Regions from separate parts of the Ovis aries genome. Here region 1 is linked to region 2. The links are chromatin contacts, called in public Hi-C maps. All regions are on one chromosome and are shown on one strand. Each heading gives the region's core, a stretch centred on a gene start, on an enhancer-like site or on the middle of the called end of the contact. The rest is flanking DNA. Distances are from core to core; before and after follow the strand shown. Region 1 has its middle 28 kb from the start of TRNAY-GUA. Region 2 holds the start of MAP1B (microtubule associated protein 1B).

Region 1 (3,848 bases), core at 1,073-3,572, 310 kb before region 2:
ATGGTCAAGGTCCCAGGGAACTGGCTGGGGTGAGGACTACGGTTCAGTGACTGCGTCAAGTGTGTGAAGATGAAGGGGAAGGTGTATACGGGGTGTGTGCTGTTCGAGAAGAATAGGTTGAGTGGTGCTGGGTGCTAAAGCACCACCTCTTCTTCCTGCCACACACATCTACAGGGGCTTGGAGAGCGTCTTGATGGAGAATTACCCCTTTCGTTCATCCTGCAGATATAAGGAGTGGTTGTGTTTCATGAGTGCCTGTGGAAATCCTAAGTCCTGGGTCTCTGAGAAATACTTCGAGTGATTAAGAGGAATGAGGATGTATGAGTTTGGATCTTGCATCTACTAGTTACTTGCTCTAAGATCCTGGGCAAGTGATTGATTGATTTTTTTTTTTTTTAATGTGGAGAGAGAAAATTTTACTTGATGTATTTTTTAAACTTATTGACATATTATACTGCCTTCCTAAGGGAAATTTTTCCTCCTTAAATTCATCATACTTTATTTGTATTGTTTCAACTCTGGTTGTAACCAGTGCAGTCATGTTGTGTTTCATTTCTGCTGCTCACGGGCAAGTGTTTAAGCTCTCTCTAAGCCTGTTTTCTTATCTGCTAGGTGGAAACAAAAATGATATCAAGTGCAAAGATTTTTGTTGAGATTAAGTGAGGAGCTGTAGGTGAAGTGCTTATCCGGCAGGCAGAGAAGACTCAATACATTTTATTTGTCAATTTTCAGATTCAAAGTTTTCATTGGAGTATAGTTGATTTAGAATGTTGTATTAGTCTCGGGTGTACAGCAAAGTGAGTCAGTTATACAAACACATATATCCATTTTTTTAAAGACTTTTTTTTCTCATATAGGTCATTACAGAATATTGACTAGAGTTCCCTGTGCTACACAGTAGATCCTTGTTCATTATCTGTTCTATATATAGTAGTGTGTATATGCCAATCTCAATCTCCCATTTATCCCTCCCTACCTTCCCTCCCTGGTAACTGCAAGACTGATTTCTACATCTGTGACTCTCTTTCTATTTTGTAAATCAGTTCATTTGTATAATTTTTTAAAAAAGATTCCACATAGAAGTGATATTTTTCCTTCTCTGACCTACTTCACTCGGTGTGACCGTCTCCATGCACATCCGTCTTGCTGCAAATGGCATCATTCTGTTCTTTTTTATGGCTGAGTCATATTCCATTGTATATGTGCAGCACATCTTCTTTATCCACTCCTCTGTTGATGGACTCAATGCATTAAAATTTTTTTTTGAGTTTACTTTTGGCTGTGCTGGGTCTTCACTGCTGCTCGAGCTTTCCTCTAGCTGCAGCAAGCCAGGGCTGTTCTCTGTTCCAGTGGGCAGACTTCTCCTTGCTGCAGCTTCTCTTGTTGCAGGGCATTGGCTCCAGGTGAGTGGGGTTCAGGGGTTGCAGCACCCCTTGGACTGCAAGGAGATCCAACCAGTCCATCCTAAAGGAGACCAGTCCTGAATATTCATTGGAAGGACTGATGCTGAAGCTGAAGCTCCAATACTCTGGCCACCTGATGGGAAGAACCGACTCCATTGGAAAAGACCTCGATGCTGGGAAAGACTGAAGGCAGGAGGAGAAGGGGACGACAGAGGATGAGATGGTTAGATGGCATCACCGACGTGAAGGACATGAGTTTGAGTAAACTCTGGGAGTTGGTGATGGACAGGGAGGCCTGGCGTGCTGCAGTCCATGGGGTCACAAAGAGTTGGACACGACTGAGCGACTGAACTGAGCTGATGATGACGAGAGTGGCCATCTTCTCTTACCTTAGGGAGAATCTCTTATCCTGAGATTCTGGGGACAGAGGGGATTTAGGCTTGCAGTTGTATAGTGAGCTGCCAGCTCCACTCTCCGAAGGCAGAGTCCACGCGTGATTTCTTTGTGTAAAGTATCTCCCGTAAGTGAAAGTATTCAAGGATACAAATTTGTGCAGTAGAGACTATCTTCTTGTAAGACTGGATGCGTTGATGGGAGTGGAGCCAGGCACTGCCCCACTGAAAAAAAATATGCTGTCTCTATCTCTGGGTACCTCATTGGGTGACAAGTTCTTACAAAGCAAGTGGTGGCATGTCAGGGCCTGTCCCTTGTGGGGACTGTAAGTAACTGAGACTGTCACCATATGCTTTTCTCAATTCAAGTAATTCACAGGAGGTTGAAAACACAGAAGTTACTGTGAAATTACCAGTTTCCCCCCGCTAAACTTAATTTCTGACAAGGAGGCAAAGGGGGTCCTCTGAGTTTGTTCTTCAGTTCTGGAGATGGCCAGTAGGTGGCACCAGGGCTTGGTTCTTAATGGACTCTGGGCACACCAAAGAAAAGAAAACGCTTATTGTAGTTCCAGTCTTGGCTTTTGGATGAAACTGTTTCCTGGGAGATCTGAACAAAAATCCTGGCCTTGGCATTCACTCGGGTTAAATTCTCTTCTCTTTTCATCTAAAAATTGTGTTTCTTATCATGGTGCCCGACACTATCACTTAGTGATTCTCCAGTGGAGAGTCATGTCACTTCTGATGTTTTCTCGGTACCTACACGAACATGAAAGAGAATGGAGCTTGGAGAGGAATGCTGAACGAAAAAGATTGGAACTCTCTAGCAACTTGCATGGAAAAAAAGTAGTAGAGATCACGTTATTTGGAAAAATAGTAGATGTTTTGGATTATCTATTTTTTTTCCCCTTTTCCTCTTCACCTATCTGCTGTTGTCAGCCCAGAAACTAATAGAGCTGATGCCAGAGATTCCAGCACTTTCCATCAGGCAGTGATTACACTTCAGGGCTGATCACCCACCAAGAATAATACAAGAATAACCATCACAACATAAAAACTGCCTTCGGTGTATGCTTCCTTGTCCCAGCACTGTGCTGAGCATTTGACACTCATCATCTCATTTAATTTTCTCAGTCATCTTCTGGGTTATGTACTTGATGATACCATTTTTCAGGTCAGAAAACTGAAGTTTAGGTTCAGTAATTTGCCCCCAGATCATTCAGCTAGTGACTAGAGAAAACAGAGTGAATAGAGGGACTGAAAGCCAGGAAGTCGGACTCCAGGTCTGAGGGGTTGTTCACTGTGCCCACTGAAACGGTTGGTGGGGTGGGGGTAACTGGGCCCCCTGGAGGCAGTGCTTGGTGGTCCCAGGTAGCTTGCTCTGCTGAGGGCACACAGGCTTCGCGATGTGGGAGTTACTTAAAGTTCCCTGGGGACTCAGCACTGTGCCATGTCCCATGGCTTTTTGCAACATGGCCCAAAGAATCCACCCCCTGAGACTTCACCGTCTGAGCCCGGCTTCCCTCCTCCCCTCTTGATTGCTGCTCTCCAGGCGCCTCTCTGCCGCAGGGCCTTGGCACCTGCTGACCGTCTGACTGGAGTTCTCATCCCTCAGATCCTCACAGGGCTGGCTGCTTTTCCTCAGGAATCAGCGCAGACATGACCTCCCCTGAGAGTCTCTTCCTCACAGCATCATTTCATGAGGCTTCTCTGTCTCAGGTCCCCTGGTCCATGACTTTCTCTCACTCCTTTCCCTGCATTTGTGATGACTGGTAGCTGTCTTCTCACTTGGCTGGCCAGTTGGCTTACCTGGTGTCGTGTGTTTTGCCTCATCCAATGTAAGCTGTGTGAGGCGGGAGTCCCGACGGTCTGGTTCATTGCTGTGTTCCTAGAATCTAGAATGTTCCAGATAGAGAGGAGGTATTTAATAGGTATTTCCTGAATGAACATGGTGAGAAGATGGGATAAAGGCATTGGAGTTGTGGTCCCACTTGTCAGGAAGCTGGCAGCGTAACTAGAGAGTCCAGGCTGACAGGCAACAACCAACGGTCAGATC
Region 2 (3,723 bases), core at 105-2,604:
CCAATAAGTCGGGGTGGTTAACAGCTATGACGATAGGCTTTTTGGAAATCTTAGTATATCCAGGTGATTTTTTTTCTTTTATTTATATGCAGTCTAGTATTAAAACTATATTGGCTGCTCTAGTTTCCATTCATTCCTCTTTCTTAAGCCTCTAGTTCTCCAGTCTTTTATGATAGTACCATGTTTGACCATTTTGTTACTTCTTCACCACCACCACTCCCTTCCTGGGACATAAGTTATATTCATTATATTCAATGTGTTTGTGAGAAATGGTTGTAGATGGGCTGCCTTTAAACGTTTTTTATGAGTTCTTCTAAACATACACAAAGGCAATAAAAATCCCCAATGCTACATGTATTTTAAAAGACATCATTGTTACATGAAATAATTTTGCTTGTGTGTTCCCCAAGGAACTGAAAAGTACACTATAGTCACTATAATCCTGCTGGATAGAGACAGTATCTTCTCTTTATTGTTATGCCTGATACTATCTGTTCAGCATATTATTAAGACCAGAAATCTGTATCTGGAATAATGCATCTGTACTCTTCTCATTGCCCATGAGCACTACAAAGCCAGTACTTTTTCATCACTGGGTCTTTCAGAATAAGTTCCAAAGACTGAACAATGGTAAGCTGAGGTTTTGCATCTTTGGTGTATTCTTCATGTGTAGGTGGTGGTAAATATGTCTTCCGAAATCCACAACATCAGAGAAAAAACAGGTTCCATCTTCCTGGGCGGGGTACCCTCAGCCCCACATCCGCTGTGCTAGGATCTGTCCTCACAGATCCTGAGGACCTGGCTTCATCGCAGACAGCACCCAAGGCAGAGGCCTGGCCTGTGCACCTAGGACAGGGTAAATATCCCGACTCTGAAAATGGAAACCCATCCACTTCTCCTGCACAGGCGGGGTGAGGGTTTGGAGCCGGCAGGCTGTGGGTGGGGTGTGGGTTGGGAGTGTTTTCCCCCCGTCGAGTCCTCCAGCCCCTTGACTCGCGGCCCTACCCTGACCATTGTCCACACACCTCGTCCCTCCAGCTTCCGGGCCGCGGGCGAGATGATTTGCTGCAGATGACATCAGCCCTGGGCCAACGGTTGGAAGAGCGGAGGCAGCCACCCCGCGAGGATGTGCCGGGTGGTCCTTCCCTCCTCCTCTTCCTCCTCCTCCCCGGCGCCCTGCCTAGTCTCCATATAAAAGAGGCACCGCCTCCCCGCCCTCTCTCACTCCCGGCTCCTCTCCGCCGCGCGCTCTCGGAGAGGGCGGAGGGGGAGGCGGCGCGCAGCGCCAGGAGGAGGGGAGACGCAGGGGGCGGAGCGGAGACAGCACCTTCGGAGATAATCCTTTCTCCTGCCGCAGACGAGCGGAGCGGCCTGAGCCGGGCACTTCGCCGAGGCTTAACGGGCCGGCAGGATGGCGACCGTGGTGGTGGAAGCCGCCGAGCCTGAGCCGTCCGGCAGCATTGCCAACCCAGCGGCGACCACCTCGCCCAGCCTGTCGCATCGCTTCCTCGACAGCAAATTCTACCTGCTGGTGGTCGTCGGCGAGATTGTGACCGAGGAGCACCTGCGACGCGCCATCGGCAACATCGAGCTTGGTAAGAGGCCCTGCGCCCCCAGGGGACGCGTTCGGGGAGACGCGCAAACGCGACCCCACCCAGGGCACGACGGCCACCTTTCTCCTCCGGCACGCCCCGCACCCACGCCTTTCTCCGCCACTTCCCACACTCTGTCCAGATTCCTTCCCCCCCACCCCCGCCCCAGGTTCATTTCGGAGAATAATGCAAATTATTAGATTTGCTACCCAGTGGGAGAGTCTCCTAACCTTGAGGGATCCGTCACCAGGCTGGGTCTACAGATTCCAGCTGGCTACCGCCTCTCCCGCTAAATGAGATGCAGGTGTCAAAGGGGCAGAGGCTGCAATAAAGCCGCAACCGCAGGACACCAAAGGTGTGTGTGTGGGGGGGAGGTGGGGGGAACGTTGCAATTACCTCTTTCATCTCCCCCTTCCCCCCCCCCCCACCACAGCAAAATGCTGGGATTGCCCCTCGTCAGCAGACCCGAGGCTGAAGTACCATGTGCCAGGGCGCGCGTGGGAATCCCTCTAGCCACAACCACCTCAGCCCCGAGAAGTGCCTTTGCTAGCTTAAAACCTCTCCATCTTTTCTTCCCTCGGAATGACTAGGCTAGTCCTAGGGCCACGCCCGCCCCCCCCCCCCCCCCCCCTCGGGACGCAGAGATGGAGAACCGCCTGCGCCTCGTTCCCAGACGGCGCCTGCCTCGCTACTGCCCCTGGGGCCTCGGTTGCAGCTTTCAGCAAGGACAATGGGACCCCCAAGTTGCGGGGTGGGGCTTCTCCTTTTAAAAGTCTTTGCCTCGGGAGTGATGGCTTGGGGGTGGGGTGGTGGGTAGGGCCGGCGCCTGGCCCGGTGCGGGCAGTAGGAGCGCGCTCTGCAGAGGCCGAATAGCGGTTCGCTGGGAAACCCTGGGCGGGGCCGTAAGGATCCAGCGGGCGCAGCCTCGGGCGCGCGGACCGACCCGCCCCGCAGCCCCACCCGGGCTGCCGCAGTGCCCCCGCCCGATGCACCTGCCCCCCGCACTGCGGCGCCCCCACTGGGCGCGCCCGACCGGGCGTGCGTTCCGCCGGCGCTTGGGGGTGCAGCGTGCCCCTCGTCTGCTTCAACCCGGCTTTGTTGCGCGCGAAGTCCCCGGGTGGTCAGCTCTGTCCTCTGCCTTTCCCTCCCCCCCACCCCCCACCCCGGCATCGCAGACCTCCCCTTCTCCCTGACCGAGGTCGCCGGTCCCTCCACAACCCCAGCCCGTGCTCTATTCTCTCGGGGTGGTGCTGAAGCGCGTCTGCCCCGAGACACCGGCTGGTGGGCGTGGTGCAGTCCGCACTGCGGTCTCTACGGCAGCCCGAGGCGGACAAAGGGCGTTCACACAGCCCTCGTTCCCCGCGCCCGCCCCCTACTCCCCATGAAAGACGCGAGAAAAGCTTGTTTTAGAGGAAAAAAAAAAAATTAAACTCTAGTGGTCTGCCTCTGCATTTGGAAACGGTCGCCTGTACCCAGAACAAAAGGCTGCAGGGTGGAGACTCGAGTTGCAGACCTGGTTCTTTTGTTTAACTTTAAAGCACTGGTGTTACTTTTTGGCTTAAAAAAGGAAAGAAAAAAATGTGAGTAGAAAGCAGACTTGTTATTTTATTCGGAAAAAAAAAAATTGAAGAATAGGCTAGGTCAATAGTGAAATGCCTCATTTGAGCATCTAATAACCCTTCATTTGTCAAACTATAGTCCTTTGAATTTGATCAGTACTAATTTAGTTTATCTGCACATTTTCTCCTTGGAAAATTTCATATGGACTGACTGGGTGTGGCTGCTGTATGAACCTATGACTTTGGATTTTTTAAAAAGTATTATTTGTCAGCACTTTTGCTGGGAAGTAATAATAAAGCAGGAGGTGTGTTTCTATGTATAAAAGGTGCATAACCACCCGATGTGGTGTGAGGAGAGGGACCCTCATCCCCATTTTGGAGACAGGGGCCCAGAGAGGCAGGAAGGATAGGGAGACCAGCTCAAGGTCACACCACTCATAAGTGACAGAATGTCGGCACTGCGGCATCACTGGTTTTCTGGCCCCGTCATGATGTTAACATCACAGGGAGATCAAAGAGCAATTTCTAGAGCTTGCTTTTATACAAAGGCAGTAGTCATCCACTTGTGGGCA

The links. A called contact is a pair of places that touch in the nucleus more often than the background predicts.
Region 1: a Hi-C map of hypothalamus shows a contact between it and region 2, with 6 times the contacts expected there. The contact joins the enhancer-like site here to the promoter of MAP1B in region 2. A contact is called at or near these places in 3 of 16 Hi-C or Micro-C datasets (hypothalamus and tail adipose tissue).

The regions. Positions count from the first base shown.
Region 1 is chr16:9,921,790-9,925,637 of ARS-UI_Ramb_v3.0, reverse strand. No RefSeq gene overlaps it. Among named protein-coding and RNA genes, the nearest start is that of TRNAY-GUA, 28 kb to the right of the region's middle. Within about 2 kb of position 2,322, at least 8 of the 54 cell types and tissues checked have an H3K27ac peak or open chromatin away from gene starts, as enhancers often do. A contact at or near this core is called in hypothalamus, where this site is marked.
Region 2 is chr16:9,612,363-9,616,085 of ARS-UI_Ramb_v3.0, reverse strand. It overlaps MAP1B (microtubule associated protein 1B), which reads left to right and starts at 1,354. Exons shown (of 6, transcript XM_060400322.1): 1 at 1,354-1,595. The coding sequence starts at 1,412.